Linked DNA regions of Pan troglodytes: region 2 is linked to region 1. The links are chromatin contacts, called in public HiChIP or PLAC-seq maps. All regions are on one chromosome and are shown on one strand. Each heading gives the region's core, a stretch centred on a gene start, on an enhancer-like site or on the middle of the called end of the contact. The rest is flanking DNA. Distances are from core to core; before and after follow the strand shown.

The links. HiChIP or PLAC-seq counts read pairs in DNA pulled down with a chosen protein or histone mark.
Region 2: an H3K4me3 HiChIP or PLAC-seq map of stem cell-derived excitatory neurons shows a contact between it and region 1, with 5 times the contacts expected there. The contact joins the promoter of STXBP1 here to the promoter of ST6GALNAC4 in region 1. A contact is called at or near these places in 1 of 7 Hi-C or Micro-C datasets (stem cell-derived neural progenitor cells) and 1 of 1 datasets of contacts at active chromatin or transcription factors (stem cell-derived excitatory neurons).

Annotation. Positions count from the first base shown.
Region 1 is chr11:10,538,149-10,541,456 of NHGRI_mPanTro3-v2.0_pri, reverse strand. It overlaps ST6GALNAC4 (ST6 N-acetylgalactosaminide alpha-2,6-sialyltransferase 4), which reads right to left and starts at 1,688. Exons shown (of 5, transcript NM_001193678.1): 1 at 1,677-1,688; 2 at 1-111. The coding sequence starts at 1,688.
Region 2 is chr11:10,842,245-10,845,241 of NHGRI_mPanTro3-v2.0_pri, reverse strand. It overlaps STXBP1 (syntaxin binding protein 1), which reads left to right and starts at 1,675. Exons shown (of 19, transcript XM_016961721.3): 1 at 1,675-1,916. The coding sequence starts at 1,880.

The DNA.
Region 1 (3,308 bases), core at 439-2,938:
GTGGTGGTCCAGGCAGGTGGCCAGGCAGAGGGGCAGGCTGGCCCAGCAGCACAGGAGGATGTAGACGGCAGAGAGGACCACGGAGCACAGGATGATGAGCACGAGCCGACCCTGAGGGAGACAGTGGCCATGGGGGGTGTATGTGGGGAGGGGCTCCCAGAAGCCCCTTCAGCGCTGCACCTGGCCTCCTGGGTCTAGAGAAGCTCCTGGGTCTAGAGCAGCTCCTAGAACAGCAGCAGAATCCAGTCTCCATCCACTGGGCCTTACCTGGGGATGCCAAGCTCTGGGCACATAAGGCCCCGGAGATAACACTGTTATCATCCCCACATTCTAGATAAGGAAAGCAGTTTGGAGTGAAGTGTGTAGTACAAGGCCATACAGCAAAGAAGCAGCACAGTGGGGCCTTAAATACCGGCTGGAAAGCCCATATTCCTAACTGGAGGCTGGGGTGTACTGTGCGACCTATGGCTCTCCATCCCTCTGGGCCTGTTTCCTCCTCTACAAACTGGGGACTGATAATGCCCACCATGTGAACTTACGGGAGGGGGGCAGTGAAAACGTTCTGTATACTGTAAAGTGCTGTGCACATGACAACGGGAAAGTGGTGCCTCAGAAGGGCCACCAGCCCCTTCAGCCTAGGACCAGGGCTGCCTAGTGTGGCCCCGCCTCCTCCCCACTCCCAGCTGACTCAGTGGCTGTCCCCTGGTGATCCGGATCTGGGTCAGCAGGCCAGGTGGCACAAGGAGATTGGAGCAAAGGTCACTCAAGAAATGGTTTTAATAATTGAAAAGCTGGTGCCTGGAGGCTACCGCCTCCAGAAACCATGTGCCAAAGGCCATTGGAACCAGGAAGCTCTTCTAGCCATCTGGCCTAGACCCAGCCTGGGGCTGGCCCTGCTGGCAGACTTAGTGAATGCCCCTACCACCACCAAGCCTCCCAGGAGGGGAAGGGCTTGGTGGCAGCAGAACTGTGGGCTAGTCACTGGGTAGTGGGCCACCCTGGTCACCACCTGTGTCTCTCTGGGCTCCAGGTTTCTAGACTCGAGGCACAAGTCCCTAGGCCACCCTTCAGAAGCCACCAAGCAGTTGGCTGGTGCTCTTCGAAAATCAGAAGTGGGAAAGTGGCCCCCACCCCCTACCCCATCACCCCACCTGCCCCGGTGCATCCTGCCTGAGGCCCACCATTTTCTGCCCGCAAGCTAAGTCAGCTTCTAAAAATAAGTCTTTTCTGTGTGGCCAGCTGTGCAGGGGAGGGAGTTCTGCCTGGCACCTGCTCCCCTGCCCATGAGGAACCAGAGACCTTGACTCAGGCAGTCGAGATGAACTGCCCCCCACATCCAGCTCTCTCTCTCACAGCCCGGGGCTTCTGCAGTAAAGACAAGAGCGGCTGAACTGAACTTCACAACCCCAATTCCACGTAGGCTTTGCCTGGTGAGCTCGTAGCGTTACCTCCGTTTTACAGGGATAGCAAGGTACTGACACTTCAGAGTGGATGCCACCCGCCTGGGGCCACACGGTCTGCAAGAACAGGGCTGGACTTTGAGGCCATTCTGCCCTTCTCTGCTCAGCAGTAGGGAGGTCAGAAGTGGCAGTGGGTCCTGGGGTGGAGAGGCTGCTGAGCTGCTCCGCCAGTCGGGGCCTCTGCGTTCCCTGGAAGTCCTCCTTCTTCCCACTTACCGGAGCCTTCATGCTGTCGCTGTCCCTCAGTAGTCTAGGGGCTGCTGTCTCCAGGGCTGGGGCTGGGAAGGGGTGGGAGCCGGGCACCTGCCAAGACCCAGAAACAAACTCAGAGCCGGGAGGGGTAAGGCAGGTGGGGTTCTAAGCTATAGGGAAAACTGAGGCAGGAGAGGGTACAGGCCGGGGTGAAAGCACATGGCACCCGGGAATCCAACCCCTTGACGTCTCCAAACACCGGAAGGCAATGTCCCCATCCTAAAGGAGCAGGAATCAGCGACCTTTGCGAGACCTCCTGCCAACCCAATTCCCAGGGCGCAGATGGGGAGGAAGAGGCAGCGAGGGGGCGCCCCCAGCTCAAGGTCACCCATCAGGTCTGGGGCAGAGAGAGCCAGAAGCCCGGAATTCCACCCCATCCATCCTACCTCTCTACCCGGGGGACGAATGGAGAGGCCGGGGGAGGGCAGGACGTGGGTTTTTCACCGCCCTTCCAGATTCCACTGCCGCATCTCCCGGCCGAATGCTAACCGGGCGTGCAGGCTGGGGTTCGCAGGAGGCTCGCGATCCGCCGCTCGGAGCTCCATGGCCCCCGGGCCGGACCGACTGGGCTGGAAGCTGATCCGCGCGGCCAGAGGCAGGGGGCGGGGCCGGGGCCGGGGCCGGCGAGGAGGGGCGGAGACTTGCGCGCCGGGGGCGGGGCCTGCGCGCCGCAGGCGGATCCTACGAGCGCGGCCTGCGCGACCTGGGGAGGGCTCTGCGCGGCCGGGACGGGGCGGGACGTGAATGGCTGGCGGCGAGGCCTCCAGCTAGGGGCGGGGCCTCAGGGCCGGGGGCGGGGCTTCAAAGCCGGGGCGGAGTCTGAGTACCAGCATCTCCCTTTTCGGTCCTCCGGAATTTCCAGCAGGCTCCTGCCTGGGCGAGGCTGTCGGGCCGCAGGGGAAAGAGACCTAGAGGGTGTCGGGGGCCACCGGGCAGTGGCGGCCTGGCTGTCCGGACTTGAGTGTCTCCATTTCTGAAATGGTGGTTGGGGAGGGAAATTAAGCAGGGCTTCGGGTCAGGCAGCCCACGTTTCAACTGGTAGGATTGCTGCATTTATCAAGTAAGATACAGAACGCCCAGTGACACTGGAAATTCAGATAAACAACGAATACATGAGTTATTTTCAATATGATTATTTTATTATGATTATGTCAGTGTGACAGTCACCTGAGCCTGTTTTTCTCCTCTGAGACACACGTGTAGAGGCAGCTCCTGTCACAGCCAGGATTCGAACCCAGGAAGTTTCACTCCAGACCCGGGGCTGTGACCACCTACTCTTACCTCTCGAAGGCTCCCTCGCTGGAATGTCCTCCAAATCCAAGTCAAGTCAGCTCAGGCCCCAGGCAGATGCTGCAGTGTGTCCTATTGGGGTCCCTTGGGATCTCAGAGGCAACTGCCTTCAAGCGCCAGGCTGGTGGCAGAAAGCACTGGGACAGTAGCAGGGGTGGGCCTATGGGGAAGTGAGAGGGCACACTTCCTGTCTAGGATTTTTTTTTTTTCTTTTGAGACAGAGTCTCTCTCTGTTGCCTAGGCTGGAGTGCAGTGGCGCCATCCTGGCTCACTGCAACCTCCGCCTCCTGGGTTCAAGCAATTTTC
Region 2 (2,997 bases), core at 426-2,925, 300 kb before region 1:
CCCAGACATAGAGAGTTGACACATTAATGCCTCCTCTCTCTCTGAACCCATCTGAAGGTTCTGTTGGGGGTAGATTGGGGTGGTGGTGAGAAGATGGTCAAATCTGCTTGACCTGGGGCTGGCGACTGAAGTAGGACATGTAGCCTCTTGTCCTGGCTCAGCCACCACTGGCTTCTGTGACTTTGGAAAATTCCTCCTTAGTTCTCAGCAGGTTTTTTGTTTTTGCTCAGTATAAAATAATGGTTCAGAATTCAGATCCTAGAATTGGATCTTTCCTTTGTCATTTACTAATAAAGCACTTATCCACTCTGAATCTCAATTCTTCATCTGTAAAATATTATTATGCGTCTTAATAATATGAAGATTAAAAACCTAGCTCAAATGTATTCCAAATATTTAATGAATATTCACTGATTTTTACTACTACTAGCTCTCTTATTCTTTTTTATTTTTAATTGGCTCAATTTGTGTTACTTTGAAGCCAAAAGCAAGCCCTCCCCCATATTTCAAAAGTAGTATCTGAGACCAGCCTGGCCAACATAGTGAAACCCCGTCTCTACTAAAAATACAGAAAATTGGCCAGGCGATGGTGGCGGGCGCCTGTAATCCCAGATACTCTGAGGCTGAGGCAGGAGAATCACTTGAACCTGGGAGGCGGAGGTTGCAGTGAGCCAAGATCGCGCCACTGAACTCCAGCCTGGGCGACAGTGCGAGACTCTGCCTCAAAAAAAAAAAAAAAAAAGGAAAGAAAAAAGAAAAAGAAAAGCAGTATCTCCTATTAACAAAGAAAGTCGAGCAAAAACTGACCTGGGACCGCTTTAATAAATACGGACTCCAGGAGGGAGATACTGAGACCAGAGTCGGTCCCACAGTATATTCGTATCAGATTTGGGGCTTAGAAACTTCTAAACTCTGAGCGCCCATAAGCAGGATGAGATTCTGCCTTGTACATGGTCGTAGCTCCAGGGGACAGAATAACGGCTTACACATAAAAGTGACAGAATACTGAACATTAGCTAACGGATGCTACGCTGCCTGAAGGTAAGTCTAGTGCTATTTCCAATATCTCCGAGACTTGGTTTTTTCACAGGAAAATGGAGATTAAAAATAATGCCCATAGGTATGAGCTAAGAGGAGTGTAAACAAAACAAAATAAAAAGCAATGCCCAGTGATTGGAGGATTTGATGAGATGATGCCCGCGAGGTGCTTGGCACGGAGTTTGACACAAGAACTCAGTGTTGGTGAATGCACGAATGCAGGTACCCAGCGACAGGGAGGTGCTGTGAGTGGATTCACCCTGGCTTCGCTGCGGCTGGGAGTGGGCGCTGCTAGTAAGAGATCTCGCCTCCAAGCTCCTTCCGTGGGCAGGAAAAAACGGAAGCTCCCAGAAAGAGGAAAGACAGGACCCGAGCGGGGTTTCAGGCAGATGGAGCGCGTCGGTAGCCTGTGGCCAGGGATCCCAGCACCGAGGGGAAAGAGGAGGCCTGGGTACCCTGCGCCCCGGGCGCGCGCGGCGCGTGAGGTGAGGGGGAGGGCGCGGCTCCGCACCAGCCAGCGGCCGCCTGGCGCCCAGCCGCATCTCGGGGGGCGGGGCTGAGCCTCCGGGCCGCAGTGCGATTGGCGGAGGCGAGTGGGTGACGCCAACGGCCGGCGCGAGGCCCCGCCCCCGGCTTGCCCCGCCCCCGCGCGCGCCGGCGGCGGGGCAGCCTCGCTCTGGCTCGCGCCGCGCCCCCGCGCCCATTCCGCGCGTCAGTCGGTCCCTAGCGCGGCTGCGGGGCGGAGAGCTGCGGCTGGCCCAGCGCGCCCACCTGAGGAGGCGGAGGGGTCCGCAGGCGTCGCGGGACGAGGAGATCGGAGCCGGGAGACTCGCGCAGCGCCATGGCCCCCATTGGCCTCAAAGCTGTGGTCGGAGAGAGTAAGTGGAGCCGGGATCCTTCCAGCAGGCGGGGACTGCGGCTCCCGAGGAGCCCCGCGCGGCCCCTGCCGGCAGCGCCCAGGCCTCCGAGCGGGCTGCCGGCCCTGCGCCCCGGGCCTGAGGCTCCTGGTCCGTGGGGTCCCGTTATTCAGGCGCCGCCCGCGCGAGAGGAAGGCTTGCCCCGCTCTCCCCTCCCTCACCTCATGTTTCACCCCAGCCCTCCCCCTGCAGCCCGCCCTCCTCCCTCCCCATCCTCCTTCCTCGCGGTCCCTGTCTCCCTTTTCCCTGCATCCTCCTTCCCCTCCATCCCTCCCTCCCTCTCTTCCCTTCACCCCCCTTTCTCTCCCCTCGCCCCATCCTTCCCCCTTCCCCCACCCCTCCCTCACCCCACTCTCTCCATCCCGCCTCTCCCCCATCCCACCCTCCTTCCCCCTCTTTCACCCCCAACACCCGTCCCTCTCCTTCATCTCGCCTCTACCCCCTGCAGCCCGTCACCCTCCCCCGCACCCCCATCCTCACCCCCGTTACCTTCCCCTCAGTCCCCTCTCCCCTTCCTCGTCTTTATTCCTTGAGCGCCCAGACTCCGCTCCCTTTTCCTGCAGTCCCTCCTCCTCCCCACCCTCCTGGGTGAGTCGTGACGAGCGAGATCCTGGCCTGCGTCCTCCTCCCCCGCCCCGGGCCGCGCCGCGGTCCCTGGCTGCGAGACCCACCTGGGAGACTAGGCGCAGTGGCTCGGCCTGGGGAGGAGACGCCTGTTTTCCGGAGGCTGAGCTCTGCTGGGCCGGGGCCACCTCACTCCTCCCCTTCCCGGGGCTTGGCTTCCAGGGCGGGGACTTATCAGGATCCTGAACCCCTGAAATCACTCGGGAGATGAGGAGAGCTTCGGTGTCCGCCGCCCAGCGCCGCAGTCTGCAATCTCCCTGCTTGCGGGGCTCTGCCCTGCCGTGGCCGAACGCTTCAGGAGCTCAGACCACGGTGGCAGGGAGGAAATGGTTGTTTATGGGTTTGGATGAAAGGCACCACATGAATGGATTTTTAAAAATGGGTGGCGGCGAGTGGCGGCCGCAGCGGAGCGAGGGCT